4 separate regions of the Sus scrofa genome follow, and all the other regions are linked to region 2. Evidence: chromatin contacts called from public HiChIP or PLAC-seq data. All regions are on one chromosome and are shown on one strand. Each heading gives the region's core, a stretch centred on a gene start, on an enhancer-like site or on the middle of the called end of the contact. The rest is flanking DNA. Distances are from core to core; before and after follow the strand shown.

Region 1 (3,938 bases), core at 357-2,856, 140 kb before region 2:
AAAGGGGGCTGAGAGAGTTGCCTGATATGGATTTGTCCCTACTAAATTGTTTGTTTCTAAGACTGTGACTCATGAAATGCTTCTATCGGCTGCAGTTGGCAGTTTCTGCCTCCGGTCTCTATCTACCGCCTTCAGCCTGTGCCGCCCTGCACTTTGGCTGACTGCCTTCTTTTCAGGCTAACCTTGCAGAGATTTGACTCTAGAGATAACACAGACACAAAACTCCTTGGGATTCTTTTAATACATTATTTCCAAAATTATCAGGTGAAATGCAGTCTGATTTCTACCATCATGCTTGATGGACCCGACCCCATGTATCCCTAGAATCTGAAACATTGCTGGAATCGGTTTGACTGTTTTCAGACAGAATCTTGCTGGAATCCAGAATATGGGCTCCCGATTCACCCTTCCTAAATTCCTGAGCTTTGTGACGATAATAGTTGTAATTCTGGATTTAATGTCGGCCCTTTCATCTTCAGAGTGCTTGGCAAACATTAATTAGCTCCCCAGTCCTCAAGAAACTACCACTACCCCATTTTTTACATGACGGGTGATGCAAAAAAAAAAAAAGAAAAGAAATGTATACTTTATTAGCTTGAAGCAAAAATGTGCAAATTAATCTAAAACCTGCTCCACTTACGTGGGTTCGCGAACATACCTTCACCAAAGGACTTCAGCAAAATCGTGAACTCCAGTTATTTTCTTTTGCAAGGATATGTGATATAAATGCTGTTCCTTTAAAGTGCCATGATTTCTTTTTTATGCACTGATATTCCCTCTACCTAAAGAATTAGCCTACAGACTTGAGTCCCACTTAGGTGGTAACAACCTCCTCTTAAAAGAAATTTTATGGCTGTACTGTTGGTATATAGAAGTTCCCAAGCCAGGGATTGAATCCAAGCCAAGGATTGACCTAAGTCACAGCTGTAGCAACACTGGATCTCTTAACCCACTGTGCAGGGCTGCGGATCAAACCCCCATCTCCACAGCGACCTGAGCCATTGCAGTCAGATTCTTAACCCACTGCACCACAGCCAGAACTCCAGCCTCATACTTTAAAGAGGCTTCTCCTGGTGCTTTTGCCAAAACAAGAATACAAATGCATAGCCACAGTTCTGTCAGTACAGGAAGCACATAAAAATAAGGGTGTCTACACTTGTCTGGCAGCAGGCCCTCCTTGTCCCTTTGGACTCAAACCATTTGCACATCAAGAAAGGGAAGCTATCTGAATGCCTCATCAAAAGCTGCTAAAAGCCCCTTTATTTGTTAAGCCTCAATTTAACATTACCCTGCCTTCAAATTAACTCACCCCAATAATCTGGAATGTCTTTTACTTCTGCTGCCTCCTTAACCTAGCAATCACAAGTGAAAAGCTAATATTGCTGTGGTCCCTGTGCAAAATTTCACAAATAATACTGCTTAATTATTAACAAAGAATATTTGCTAAGCAGTTCAATCATGAGTGTGTGCTATAACTAGGAAGGAAATCAAGTGACCTCTTGTACTAATTTGCTAACTTTTCAAAATGTGGCAACAACTGTGCCCCGTGTTATTGAGCAGATAGCGCGTGGAAGGGAGGCATCCACTTGACTGCTGTGAACAGCAGCAAGCACTTGTCTGAATCTGGCTCTGGATGTCCTCTGTGGCTTCCCTCCCCACCAGCCATAAATTTCAATGCTTCCAACAAATCACCTTGAATGACATCATTGCAGCAGAGGCAGCCCACTTTGTGCTGTGCAGTCAGACCCAGTTCTTACTTAAAATAGGCCACCGTTACTAGGAGCATTTATCTGGCTATTTCACTGTGCTTAGTAACTATGAGAGAACTTTCTCCATGGTTCTGGAAGGCATTAGCATAGTGGCGAAGAACTGAGTTGTTAGAGGGGAAATCTAACTCAGGAATTCTCCTACGGAGGTAGACAGCTGGCTCTATTGGTCTGAACTCTGAGAGAGACAGGTGGACAGATGGGGTGGGGTATAGGTCTGAGAGTCACTACCACATAGATGGTAGGTGAACTGGGGAACTTGCCCAGGGAGAGTGCCTAGGGGGAGAAGAGAGAGGCTTGGATAAAATCCCTGAATACCACCTAAGGCACAAAGAAGAATCTTGAAGGAAGACCAAGGAGTGGCCAGAGAAGTAAGAAGAAAACCAAGAGAGAAACATATCACAGAAGCCCAGGCAGCTGTGCTTCAAGAAAAAGGAAGAGAAAGTGGGTAAAAAAGGAACTGAATCATATGAATTGGATAAAGGAACAAGGTAGTTGATGTCTTTGGTGAGGACATTCCATTTCTGCAGAATGGTTGTGATGGACACCCTATTTCTGTGAGCTAAAGGGTGAGTAGGGGAGTTCCCATTGTGGCTGAGCAGGTTAAGGACCCAACACAGAGTCTGTGAGGATGCAGGTTTGACCCCTGGCCTCCCACAGTGGGTTAAGGATCTGGCGTTGCCGCAAGCTGGGTGTAGTTTGCAGATACAGCTCGGGTCTGGCATTGCCATGGCTGTGGTATAGGCTGCAACTGCAGCTCCAATACAGCCCCTAGCCTGGGAACTTCCGTATGCTGCAGGTGTGGCCCTAAAAAGAAAAAAAAAAAGAGTGAATGGGAGTGAGAAAATACAGGCAATGTGTGTAGACCATATTTGAGAAACTGGGAAGGAGAGTAAAGGGTTAGAGTAAAAGCTGGAGGGTGAGGAGGGACCGATAGATGGTAAGTTTAGAATGCGAAAGTGTATTTCACTTCTTAGAGAAAGAAGCAGGAGAAAAGGGGAAGAAAGACACAGGATAGTGAGAGGACCTGTTGCCTCAGCACTCTTAATATCAGAGATCCTTCCTGACCTCAGATCAAACATATTAAAATGCACCTGCCATTCACGCTAAGTATGTCTTTCGCAAAGAAAAAAAAATTACAAGGACGTTTATAATTTTGCTTGCAAAATGAGTTGGCGGTGGATAACTCAGTTTGTAATTCAGTCTCATTGATCAACAATCCAAAAGACTGTCAGGGAAAATCCTAGAATTAATAGGACAGTCTTTTACTACATTTAAGTGTTTGAAAAAAAAAACAAAAAACCAATAGTGCATAGTCGGGAGTTTGGAAAATGGAGACCATCCAACTCACAAATTATTTGCAAATGGAGTGAAATGTTTATGAGTATTAGGTCTGCAATGCTGACATAATATTGCATTTTATTTACCTTCTATTATTTATTACATTTGCTTTGCATTATTTACATTTTGAATGCAAACTTTTTTTTTTTTTTGCTTTTGGACACACACATGTCTGTAGGCCCTTGTATTGTTCACAAGTTGCAGGCACTCTCTCTCTGTTGCTTACTGGCTGAAATAGTCTTGAAACCGAGCAGGGCCCCATGGTGCCCCTGGGCACAAAAGCCTTTCTGTGTCCCCCATTTCTGCTTCTTAGGAAATGGGCTTCATTCAGCCACCATGACCTTCCCTGAGTTCCTAGAGGCAGTTCAGACAGTTGCTGCTCAGGGCAGGGATGGGATGCAGAGACAGCGGAGGAACAGTCAAGCACCAACAGTACAGCCTTGGGGCAGGATCCTGGTCCACTCTCAAGGGATACACACAAGGATGTAGGTATCTTACACACCTAAAAGAAAAGTTATGTTCCTTATGCTTCTTTTAGAAATGAATACTTAAAAACTGAACAGCTTAGAGTCCTTCCTTCTCCTTCTCCCTGACCCTAAACACAATCACTTCTAAGCTAAAGATTAGGCACCCTGAGCATAACTGCTTGTGGGTTAAAGATTATTAGCCCATGATGTTTTTCAGGAACTTGCCTAGTTTGTCCTAATCTCTGATCAATGTGCCCTTTTTGCTACTGTTACTCTAGGCAGTAACCCAGAATCTCTGATCAATGTGCCCTTTTTGCTACTGTTACTCTCGGCAGTAACCCAGAAGACCGCCGTCATGATCAGG
Region 2 (3,669 bases), core at 738-3,237:
GTGTGCTACAGGGATCATTCTGCCTTATTCTTTTCGAAATTGGTTGGAATTTCAAACAAAGGGGAATGTGTTTTTAAGGAGGAAACAGGGGGAGTGAAAACTGCCCTGTCTTTCTGGCTGCAGACAAACGACTATTTGGTGAGCTTGCAAAATCTGCCGGGCTGCTGCCTGTGTTTGTTTCTCCAGCACCAAGAAGAAGACCTCGCTCCAAGGAACAGCACCCCCAGGTACTCCGAGGACAGCGGCTCTGTGTGGCCCTGTGTGCGGGGCAGACCGGGCTTCCGTGGTTCTTCTATGCCAGAACAACTCAGCAGAAAAAAAAAAAAAAAAAAAAAAAAGTCAAACCAATCCACCAGTGCCCACATGGCAAGGAGGCTATAGTGGATTCATGCCATCTTCACAGGGAAGAATGGATTAGGAGCCAAGCGAACAAGGTTTAATTTTTAGCTCCGCCACTTGCTACCTGTAGGTCATGAAATACATCTTTAGCATCCCTCCAAGGCTTCGTCTGCTAAGCAGTGGAATAAGGCTGAGAACGTGGGAGCTGTTGGGAGGATGGGGTGAAGTGTCGCTGGGGAAACACTCATCTTAATTGTGAGTGTTAAGGCTATAGAACCAGTTGATCTATGTAATAGGAACGTAGTGTGGCCTGAAGACATTGTCCCCCCTGCCCATCCCACAAAAGGGAAGGCACCCTGTCCAGCCCCCACGCCCAAGGGGAGAAGAAAGCACACGAAAGTGGGTGACTGGATCATTGTGTGGCCCTTCCTAACTCTGAAGGAAACCGCACGTTTCCTGTATTATTTTGTAGACGCTGTAGAATCCTTGTGGGCTCCAACTGGAGTGAGGGCAGCAATCTGTGTTTCTCAGTGATGCAATCCCTCTGCAAGGAACCATCTCTCTTACGCACAGAGCTGCCCGCAAGGCCTCTTACATGGGGTCCCATCAGGCCTCTCCTTTTCTGGTGAAGAGGAAGTAGCTGCATGATTTATGGGAACATGGAGTATGATTCACTTGCTGGTGCATCAGCTTCTGGCAAAGACGTCTTAGCTTTCATAACCACTAGCTAAGGATTTCTGAACTGAATCTCCCAGGCCTTAACCTGCTGGTTACCTGAGGGATTAGGTCTACACACAAGGCCGAGTGGCCCCATCCAAAATTAGATATACCGTGGGGATTCCCAGTGGCAGTTTCTTAAATTTTCAAATAAAGCCCCACTTTTCTGTAGTGGAGTCCTTTTATGTTTTCTTGTTTCTGAATGCTCCTTTGAAACCAAAGGTATTGATATATTCTACCCTGCGGGGAAATCAATAAAAACTTTAATCACAAAATTAAATAAAAACCAAAGCTACTGACATTACATGGTAGCGCTCACTGAAGCAACAACTTCAAGTTTTATGGTTCTCCCGCGGCTGGACTTATTATTTGCAGGAAAATCAATATCATCTTTAGAGTAATTTGGGATGCATCTTGTCATCACAGAAAACAAGTTCCTGGTAGACTTTACTAAAAAGTTGTGAATGAGGCCTCAGAAACTGCCCATCCAGACACGGATTAGCCCCTGACAGCAGGAAAACATACAACTAGGGTGGCTCCCAGTGAGGTCTCCAGCTGTGTCTCAAAGCACAGCTTCCAGGGCTCTGAACCACCTTCTACAAACACACTCTGCTGCTCCTGCCGATGGGTCCCAGGCCTTTCCTGCAATGATTAAAAGCTTGGGGGAGAACATGAGTTAAAACGTCCTTAGACATGCCGCACAGGCTTCAGAGAACGTACAGTAATAGCACCCATTTGTCACAGGACCTTAGTGATATTCGGTAAAGAAAGGTCCTATTTCATGTTTGGGAAAAAAAAAAAAAAAAAAAAAAGAAGAAGAAAGATTTTGCAAGTCGCAGGATCATCAGAATTGGATGGAACCTTAAGAGGCATCTTCTTAAGTACAACTTCTCCTTAATGCAGGGACCTGCCACATTTATCCACCCCTCTTCACTGTCATGTGTCTGGTCTCATCACGTGGCGGTGGCGGCGATGCAGATCCAGAAACATGTATCTCTATACAACCTTTTATCTTCATGAGCCACACGCTTCCCAGTTCTAATGAATTATTAGGCTGCAAGCTTGTTCTTCTCCCCATAATACTGTCTGTGTGGTAAGCCACAGAGCGTAAAGTGAAACCATTGGCAGCCTGTACCATCAAGAGCTTCCCAGACAGCGATGTGGCAACACACTTTCAATGAACTTTCGGAGAACCCTGAGTTGCTGCAAAGGTTTATTGGAGTCTCACTCAATAGGCCTTCCTCCCCGGTGCTCTTGTGTTGCCGCTTCAAAAATCCCTTTTTTTCAGGGCTTGAGATCGCTCACTCAGAATAAAAAGCAGAACCAGAGAATGCAGCCCGATTAGTACATGACAGGAGCCAGATGGATTAGACATGGATGTTATGAAAGCCAGGAAATGAAAACCAAAAAGATTTTGCAAGGGTGAGACCAGTCACAAAGCTAGCCAAGGTCAGAGCTTACGGGCCTGGAGTCACCAACCTTGAACCAGCAGAGCGGGGCTTACAATCCAGACACTGGGCATAAGAACCATTTCCCAGAGGAAGAGGCAAAATCTATGGCTGGATGACACCAGTTGTGGGAGGCAGAAGGGCTCTTCACAGGAGCTGACTGTGACTCAAGAAGGTGCTTAAGATCTAGGATGGGGCACCTCCTATCAGGTCAGGGAGCCCGCTCCAGGTAGTAAGAACAAAAAAACCAAGGGTCAGGCAGACACTTACTGGCTTCAGTGTCAGCTCCCTAGGTCATCACCCTTCAGTTCTAAAGTTCTTCTCTTTTGGAGCAACTTTGCTGATGAAACAACAAAGGGCCTCTTCATGATACTTTTGTAAAGGCATTTTGTTCTAGAAGGTTCTTACGTGCGTAGCCCACGCCTTCATCTTTTTTGACCAAAGATCCCCCAGCAAGCCTACCCAGTGCCCCCCACCCCAGCCCCTTCTCCAATCCACACTCCCCAGCTGAACTGCCCTGTTGCATGCTAAATGCAAACCACCAACAAAAAACCGGGTGTATTTCTATCACTGAGCCTAATAAATTGCATCAGAAAGGTTACACCAGAGGAAATGTTCAATATCGATCATATTGGACAGAAAGATGGTCATTTCATAGGGTTCCAACGAATGATTATCTATTTCTGTGACTATTTGCTCAGCCAGACCATGAGCAAGGAGTTTGTTTGCTTTTCTGCTGGTATAATCAGACTTTAATATAGCCTGGCACATCATTGGTCTCTGTCAATGGCGATGGATGAATGATTGAGTTGAGCCCGAGCTTTGGGACCCAGGTCTTCTTCTTGGGGAGACTGCTGGGGCCGCGTATCTGACAATAAAGTTATGTGACCTAGAAACAACCCCTCCATCTGACAGAACTATAAACAGTACACATTTCTCTGGATAATCTATTTCCTCAATAAAAGCAGGACTACAGCGACAGATAAACACTATTTTATGCCCCAGTCCAGTGATTTTTTTTTTTTCCTCCCAGGTTAGCACATCGTCCAGCACCTCGAGGGATGGGAGTCAGGCCAGGCCTTGTTCTTCTGTCTGGGATTTACATACGGGTGGCTGATGACAAAGGCCCAGGCACATCAGCTGAAGATAGTGGCTTTAAACATTT
Region 3 (3,450 bases), core at 919-3,418, 130 kb after region 2:
GTTTATCTAAATCCCATTCTCAGCGATACTCCTAATAAACTGAACGGTTTTTTTTTAATTTTTTTTATTTTTTAGGGCTGCCCCTGCTGCATATGGAGGTTGTGGGCCTAGGGGTCAAATCAGAGTTGAAGCTGCCAGCCTTCGCCACAGCCACAGCAACGTGGGATCTGAGTTGTGTCTGAGACCTACACCATAGCTCACGGCAATGTTGGATCCTTTAACCTACTGAGCGAGGTCAGGGATTAAACCCGCATCCTCACGGATGCTAGCTGGATTCTTAAGCTGCTGAGCCAAAACGGGAACTCCTGAAAGATTTTTTCTTCTCTCTCTCTCTCTCTTTTTTTTTTTAGGAAATGTGGCATTTGCCCTCAAACAGTATAACATTTAACTCTAGTACAAAGTGGCAGAAGAAAAGAAAGGGAACAGAGAAGGAAGAGAGTGTTTCAAATTCTGGGGTGTTAAGAAAGATGTGTGTACAGTATGTACACAGTTTCTCTAGTACTGGAAATAAAAAATTAAATATTTAACCATCCATATTTTCTGATACTATATAATACACACTTGTACTGATCCTATTAGAATGCCAATAGGTACATCCATATATCAAGACACAAAAGGGAAATTATCCGTAGGCAGAATGGGTCACCTTCCCTCCCAGGATTCCTGGGAAGACCCAGTTGCACCTGATGTCCCAGAGAAATTATTAAGAGCATCCCCGTGCACCCTCAAAAGTGACCCCAGTTAGCTGATAAACTCCATGCCCACACTGCTGGCATGTGTGAAGTTCACAGTCCAGAGCTGCAGGTGTACCAAGATCGAGACCTCATCCTAGGACACAGTACCTTCCCCACCAACCATCACCCAGTCTCACCACCACAGCACCAAAAGCCTCCTCACAGCAATGCCCAGCTTAGACTGTCCTCTGTCAAGAAAAATTAGGAGTTCCTGTCGTGGAAATGAATCCACTTAGTATCCACAAGGATGCGGGTTCAATCCCTGGCCTCCCTCAGTGGGTAAAGGAACTGGCATTGCCATGAAGTGGGGTAGGTCGCTGACGTGGCTTGGATCTGGTGTTGCTGTGGCTGTGGCTGTGGCCAGCAGCTACAGCTCTGATTCGACCCCTAGCCTAGGAACCTCCATATGCCAACGGTGGGGCCCTAAAAAAAAAAAAAAAAAAGAAAGAAAGAAAGAAAAAGAAAAGAAAAATTACAAATTTCATGACAAATTTGTGAATGTAACCATATAAAATTGTCTTGAAGGTTTCGTCAATCTGAACAACCTAAATTAGAGCCAGGAACTCTGAAACATTTTTCTAATTAGTGGGGGAACCATGTGGGGTTGACTCATGTATATTTGAAATTGACATTAATCTCATTCAAACAAGTTTAATGAATAATCATTAAAATTTGATATAAGTAGATTTCTCCCATTTCTTCCATTTTTAACAGAGGAATTGTGTGTATAAAAGGAAACAGATTTAGCCTTTTCTCTCTGGACATAATACCATCTGATTGACAGATTTAAAAGATTCTGTCAGCCTCATGCTTAGATTTTTTTTCTTTTTCTTTCTTTCTTTCTTTTTTTTCAGTTTTAGGTTGTTCCTTTACTTTGCCCCCTGTTCATACACCCAAGTAGGGAACGCAGATTTTTTTTGTTTTGTTTTGCTCTTTTTCTACGGGCACACCTGTGGCATATGGAGGTTCCCAGGCTAGGGATCTAATCAGAGCTGTAGCTGCCGACCTACACCAGAGCCACAGCAACGCCAGATCTGAGCCACATCTGGGATCCTCACCACAGCTCACGGCAATGCCAGATCTTACTTAACCCACTGAGCAAGGCCAGGGATCGAACCTGTAACCTCATTGTTCCTAGTCGGATTCGTTAACCACTGAGCCATTTTGGGAACTCCAGAATCTCAGATTTTACACAAAATAAGCTGCTTACATTGACATCCTGGAAGTGAAATCTTAAATTTGAGGAAATGAACACAGACAAACTCACAGTGAATATGTCTCAGACTCGTGGCTTAGAGAAATTTCACAAAGCAAAGATTACTCAGCTCTTGAAGTTAGTTTATGGGAAACGGAATTTTATGGCTCTTCCATCCATGAGACTCATCATCTCTGCACACCAGTTGCCCCTCCCCCTGCAGCCAGCAATTAAGAACAGGGCTGCATCTGGACATTCTGATGCAAGAGTGACATTCGGATTTAGCCTGACTTGTAAACAGCATGATTCATAAAAACCCAAGTGAGTAACAAAAGAAAGCGGACAAGGCAGTGAGGAGCTGTAATCATTGTGAATCCAAGGATGTGCAAATGTCCACTTCTTCCCGGCTGCTCGGGAGGCAAGCAGCTGATGTGTCAGCCCAGATTCCAGAACAATCCGCAATCTCCATTAAGCACTCATCATGCAAAAGATGGGTTAGCTCTGAGAAGATGTATCAGAAAATGACCACTCTCTTCTTAAGGATTACCCTCCAGGTGAAGGGGGGAGAAAAAAAGATGCGTTATGTCCCCCAATCCCTTCTGTGCCAGACAAAACCATTGCACAAGATTAGAAACCAGAGGGTGGAAGTTGCTTCCCTAAGGGAAAAGCCTTTCTCTCCAAGCCACCGCGATTCCCGAGGCTGGGGTCCTGAGTGGACGCTGGCTTCCTGCCTCCCGTATAAGACAGTTGAATTCCTCTGTCCTTCTCTCTGGTGCAGAAAAGCTCTTCAGCCATACCTCCTGGAAGCTGATCCATCTTCTTGCTAGCCCAGCAGACAGGGGTTTTTAGAACATAAACAGTGGAGTTCCCTCTGTGGGTGAGCAGGTTAAGAACCCGACATAGTGTCCATGATGATTTGAGTTCAACTCCTGGCCCCGCTCCGTGGGTTAAGCATCCAGCATTGCCACAAGCTGCGGCAGAGGTCACAGATGTGGCTCAGACCTGGTGTGGCTGTGGCACAGGATGGCAGCTGCAGCTCTGATTCAACCCCTAGCCTGGGAACTTCCATATGCCGCAGGTGCAGCCCTAAAAAGAAAAAAAAAGAAGAAGAAGAACATAAACAATTCTACTGTGGTTAAGCACCTGAATGCATGAGAGATTTACTGGGGGGCGGGGGAGGGGGGTAGGAAAGCTATTGTCTGCCTTTCTGTATGGTTATTTATATTCAATCTCAGCTCTTCACTTTTGCACACACACACACACACACACACACACACACACAAGAAATTAAGAAGGATTCTCTGGAGTTTTGCACACACCAGACAGCCTGTCTGGCGTTGGCCGCCGTGCATTTTTTTCTAGCTATGGACACCAGCAGAGCAGACCAGCATATCTTTCTGGATTTTCTTCTGAGCACATGGTAGGACTGCCATGCCTCGCCCTCCTCACCAGGTGTGGGCCTGTGATCTGCTCTGGCAGGAAAGAGAATGGGGTGACACACCTCCCTTCCAATGTGTGACT
Region 4 (3,791 bases), core at 1,024-3,523, 170 kb before region 2:
ATCCAGGGAGGTAGGAAAAGAGAGAGACAGTCTTAGAAGCAGCAAATGAACCTTCTGCTCACCAGCTTTATTGCCCCGTCTGTGATCTCACTGCTTTCTTCAAACTACCAGGGCCCCAAATGACCATTATAGGACCTGGTTCTGCACCTGGAACCCAGGAGCCAAGTGGAAACAGTGACAAAACTGGTGGACCAGGAATGGTGAGAATGTGAGGGCAGGCAAGAGAGAAAAAGAGAAAGAGGGAGTTCCTGTTGTGGTGCGGTGAAAATAAATCTGACTGGTATCCATAAGGATGCGGGTTCAATCCCTGGCCTTGCCCAGTGGGTTAAGGATCTAGTGTTGCCTTGAGCTGCTATGTGGGTCACAGATGCAGCTCGGATCCCAAGTTGCTGTGGCTCTTATGGCTGTGGCTGGCAGTTGCAGCTCTGATTCGACCCCTAGCTTGGGAACTTCCACATGCTGTGGGTGCAGCCCTAAAAAAAGAGAGAGAGAGAGAGAAAGGAAGCAGCAAAACAAAATTCCAAATAGAGGAGACTAATGCTAAGAAAGTAGACCAACCAACCAACTAACAAACCAACCAACAAACAAGAACAAAACACCACCAGGACAAGAAATCAGCATAGATAAAGTCTGGGCAAAGACCTATATTTAGGGTGATTAAAAAGACAAATGAAGAGGAATGGTTATAAAATATAATTAAGAAACAAACATAAGAAGGCATAAATACAGCCAGAATGAATAGATATGGGAAAGAACCAAATCTAAAATTTTGGAACTAAGGAATATAATAATTGGAATAAAAAGAAAACTCAAATACAGGATAAACTTAATTCTGTGAAAAAGCACATAACAGATTGTAAAGATATTGCTAAGAAAGTATATTCAGCATGCAGCAAACAGTGGGGTTAGGAGGAAGAGATTTATAAACATGCATGAAAGAGCAGTTAAGAGACATGGAGGAGAGTTTACGAGTTCCATAATCTAATGAGAGTTCTGGGAGAAGAGAATGGAGGAAATGAGTGGGCAAAAAGACAAGCATGAGTCCTTGTAATGAAAATGCATACTGTGAGTCTAGAAAGAGGAACAAAACCAATCTATACTGGAGATCCTGTTGTGGCTCAGTGGTAATGAACTTGACTAGTATCCATGAGGACACAGGTTCAATCCCTGGCTTCACTCAGTGGGTTAAGGATCTGGCAGTGCCATGAGCTGTGGTGTAGCTTGCAGATACAGCTCAGATCCTGCATTGCTGTGGCTGTGGCTTAGGCTGGCAGCTGTAGCTCTGATTTTACCCCTGGCCTGGGAACTTCAATATACTATGGGTGTGGCCCAAAAGCAAAAAACAAAACAGAACAAAATGAAAAAAAAAAAAAAAACCAAATAACCAAATCTGTATGCCTAGTCACATCATAGTAAACTCAGAAAGCACAGAAGACAGAAGAGATAGCTTATCTAGAACAGATGGCAGATAAACAAATAGCTAAAGGAAACTACTTAGCAACATGATTTTTAAAACCAGCTAAACTACCATCAACAGTGAGATTGAAATAAAAACATTTCAATACATGTTAAAAGCTAAGAACTATAATAATAAAAGGGGTAATATCCATGAGATCAGTGTTCATCCACCATGGAACACTGGGCCCTGTGTTGGTTGGTAAAGGGACTGAGAAACCAGGCTTGCTGTTCCTTTGCTGACATCGTCTCATGTCTGTGGAGCGGCCCTGATGCTCTGCAGAGATAGAAATTCTTATCCACCTTCACTTGAAGAATGAGTGGGGCAAAGATGGGCTAGGAAAGAGAGGAGTATGGGGACAGAAATGCCAACAGCCCATGGCTTTTTCTTGAGAAGGTTCTAGCATCTGGGAGGATGAAGAGAGGAAGCTGAGCAAAGCACCTGTGGGCCATCTTCCTGAAGAAAGACGGTTGATGGCTTCAGTTCACTGCTACTCTGCCTCCCATTGTGATTTAAAATGTGATTACTTTTGTCATCCAGATTTACTAATTTTTACTTTCTCTGTCCATTCTGGAAGTGATAGTTTGGGATGGATGAGAAATATTCTCCCCCCCCCCCAAGTCCAGTCATACAACTGAGGTTTTATACTTCTATGCAAGTTCCTGACACTTGAGAAATGCTGGGCTTAAGAATTGGCACCTCTAGCATGGGAAGAATCATTCGGTTAATTCCTCTAAAGTTTCAGAGGGAGAGAACCAGCTGGCCTCTGAAGGGTCGGTGAGGAGGAAGAGGGCAAATCACAAGATGGCCAAAAGTGATTCATCATCAGGACGAGGGTGGAAGGAGAAGTCAGTGAGTGCCCACGCTGGGCATCCTTGCTGGACCTTTCATTATTCAAACTCTGGCTGTGATTCACCCACACTTCCGTTGCAATTCAGACTCCAGAGTTGAGAGCCGATAGAGGATAAAATAAGCGTGAACCATGGAATTCTGACTTGGTCTGGAGGATAAGATCAATATTGACCTGGCAGCAGCACTGGTAAGGAGGCCAAGGATAAAGCTGTGATTAGGTCACCTTTCCTGGAAGGGGCAAAGCTGGATGGACAGAAGATGTGGGGCGGAATTTGGGGAGTGCAGCTAAGGGGATGAGGGAAGGATGCTTTGTTGGGAACCACTCTCTGGAAGGTGTGTCTTCAGAGACCATTTATCCGTCAGTACTTTACTCAGACTCACTCAGTCCCAGGGTGAGCTTGGGCCTGGTGGTACCCCTGGGGAAGTGGTGCTTCGTGACCTCATGTAGCAGGGAAAGCTCCATTTACTTCTGTGGACCGTCATAAAGGGCAGGCCTGTGAGGAAGGAACCAGAAGGAACCAGAGACAGAAGGAAGACCTTTCTGAGATTTCCCTTTGCTTCCTCAGGATGGCCAAGTTCTAAACAGGGTACATCCACCAAAGATTATGAAAAATCTATGACCTCACACTAACCTGAAAAGACACCTGCACCCCCATGTTCATAGAGCACTATTTACAATGGCCAAGATATGGAAACAACCTAAATGTCCATCAACAGATGAGTGGATAAAGAAGATGTGGTACAGATACGCAAGGGGATGTTAGCCATAAAAAAGAATGAAATTCTACCATTTGCAACAAGGATGTCTTGGTGAAATAAGTCAGAGAAAGACAAATTCTGTTATGTTATCACTTACATGTGGAATCTAAAACATAAAACAAATAAAGGAATATAACGAAATAGACACAAAGTAGTGGTTACCAGTGGGGAGGGAAGGAGGTGAGGGGAGAGATAGGAGTAGGCATTAAGAGGTACAAACTATTACGTATAGAGTAAACCAAGTAGAAATGATTGCAACCTTCAATGAAACTTCTAAAATGAAATAAAAAAGAGGAGTTCCTGTCGTGGCGCAGTAGTTAACGAATCCGACTAGGAACCATGAGGTTGCGGGTTCGATCCCTGCCCTTGCTCAGTGGGTTGAGGATCTGGTGTTGCCGTGAGCTGTGGTGTAAGGTCGCAGACGCGGCTCGGATCTTGCATTGCTGTGGCTCTGTACAGCTCCGATTTGACCCCTAGCCTGGGAACCTCCATATGCCGCGAGAGCGGCCCACAAAATAGCAAAAAGACAAAAAAAAAAAAAAAAAAAAAAAGAAAGTACTAGCGTGTATTCATTAAAAATTCTCTTTGTAGAATGTATGATTCAATATCATAAGAATGTAATGTTTCCCAAGTTAGTTTATAAATTCACTTCCATCTCAAAAAAAAAAAAAAAAAAGTTATGACTAGAGTTCCCGCAGTGGGTTAAGGACCTGGCTTTGCTGTA

What was found. HiChIP or PLAC-seq counts read pairs in DNA pulled down with a chosen protein or histone mark.
Region 1: a contact with region 2 is called in an H3K27ac HiChIP or PLAC-seq map of alveolar macrophages. The contact joins two enhancer-like sites. A contact is called at or near these places in 1 of 47 Hi-C or Micro-C datasets (liver) and 1 of 2 datasets of contacts at active chromatin or transcription factors (alveolar macrophages).
Region 3: a contact with region 2 is called in an H3K27ac HiChIP or PLAC-seq map of alveolar macrophages. The contact joins two enhancer-like sites. A contact is called at or near these places in 1 of 47 Hi-C or Micro-C datasets (liver) and 1 of 2 datasets of contacts at active chromatin or transcription factors (alveolar macrophages).
Region 4: a contact with region 2 is called in an H3K27ac HiChIP or PLAC-seq map of alveolar macrophages. The contact joins two enhancer-like sites. A contact is called at or near these places in 1 of 47 Hi-C or Micro-C datasets (liver) and 1 of 2 datasets of contacts at active chromatin or transcription factors (alveolar macrophages).

What each region holds. Positions count from the first base shown.
Region 1 is chr10:56,533,400-56,537,337 of Sscrofa11.1, forward strand. No RefSeq gene overlaps it. Among named protein-coding and RNA genes, the nearest start is that of NRP1, 100 kb to the left of the region's middle. Within about 2 kb of position 1,607, at least 9 of the 83 cell types and tissues checked have an H3K27ac peak or open chromatin away from gene starts, as enhancers often do. A contact at or near this core is called in alveolar macrophages, where this site is marked.
Region 2 is chr10:56,670,239-56,673,907 of Sscrofa11.1, forward strand. LOC106505187 (a long non-coding RNA gene) reads left to right here. Exons shown (of 2, transcript XR_001299347.2): 2 at 1-320. Among named protein-coding and RNA genes, the nearest start is that of NRP1, 240 kb to the left of the region's middle. Within about 2 kb of position 1,988, at least 26 of the 83 cell types and tissues checked have an H3K27ac peak or open chromatin away from gene starts, as enhancers often do. A contact at or near this core is called in alveolar macrophages, where this site is marked.
Region 3 is chr10:56,799,148-56,802,597 of Sscrofa11.1, forward strand. No RefSeq gene overlaps it. Among named protein-coding and RNA genes, the nearest start is that of NRP1, 370 kb to the left of the region's middle. Within about 2 kb of position 2,169, at least 16 of the 83 cell types and tissues checked have an H3K27ac peak or open chromatin away from gene starts, as enhancers often do. A contact at or near this core is called in alveolar macrophages, where this site is marked.
Region 4 is chr10:56,495,933-56,499,723 of Sscrofa11.1, forward strand. No RefSeq gene overlaps it. Among named protein-coding and RNA genes, the nearest start is that of NRP1, 67 kb to the left of the region's middle. Within about 2 kb of position 2,274, at least 3 of the 83 cell types and tissues checked have an H3K27ac peak or open chromatin away from gene starts, as enhancers often do. A contact at or near this core is called in alveolar macrophages, where this site is marked.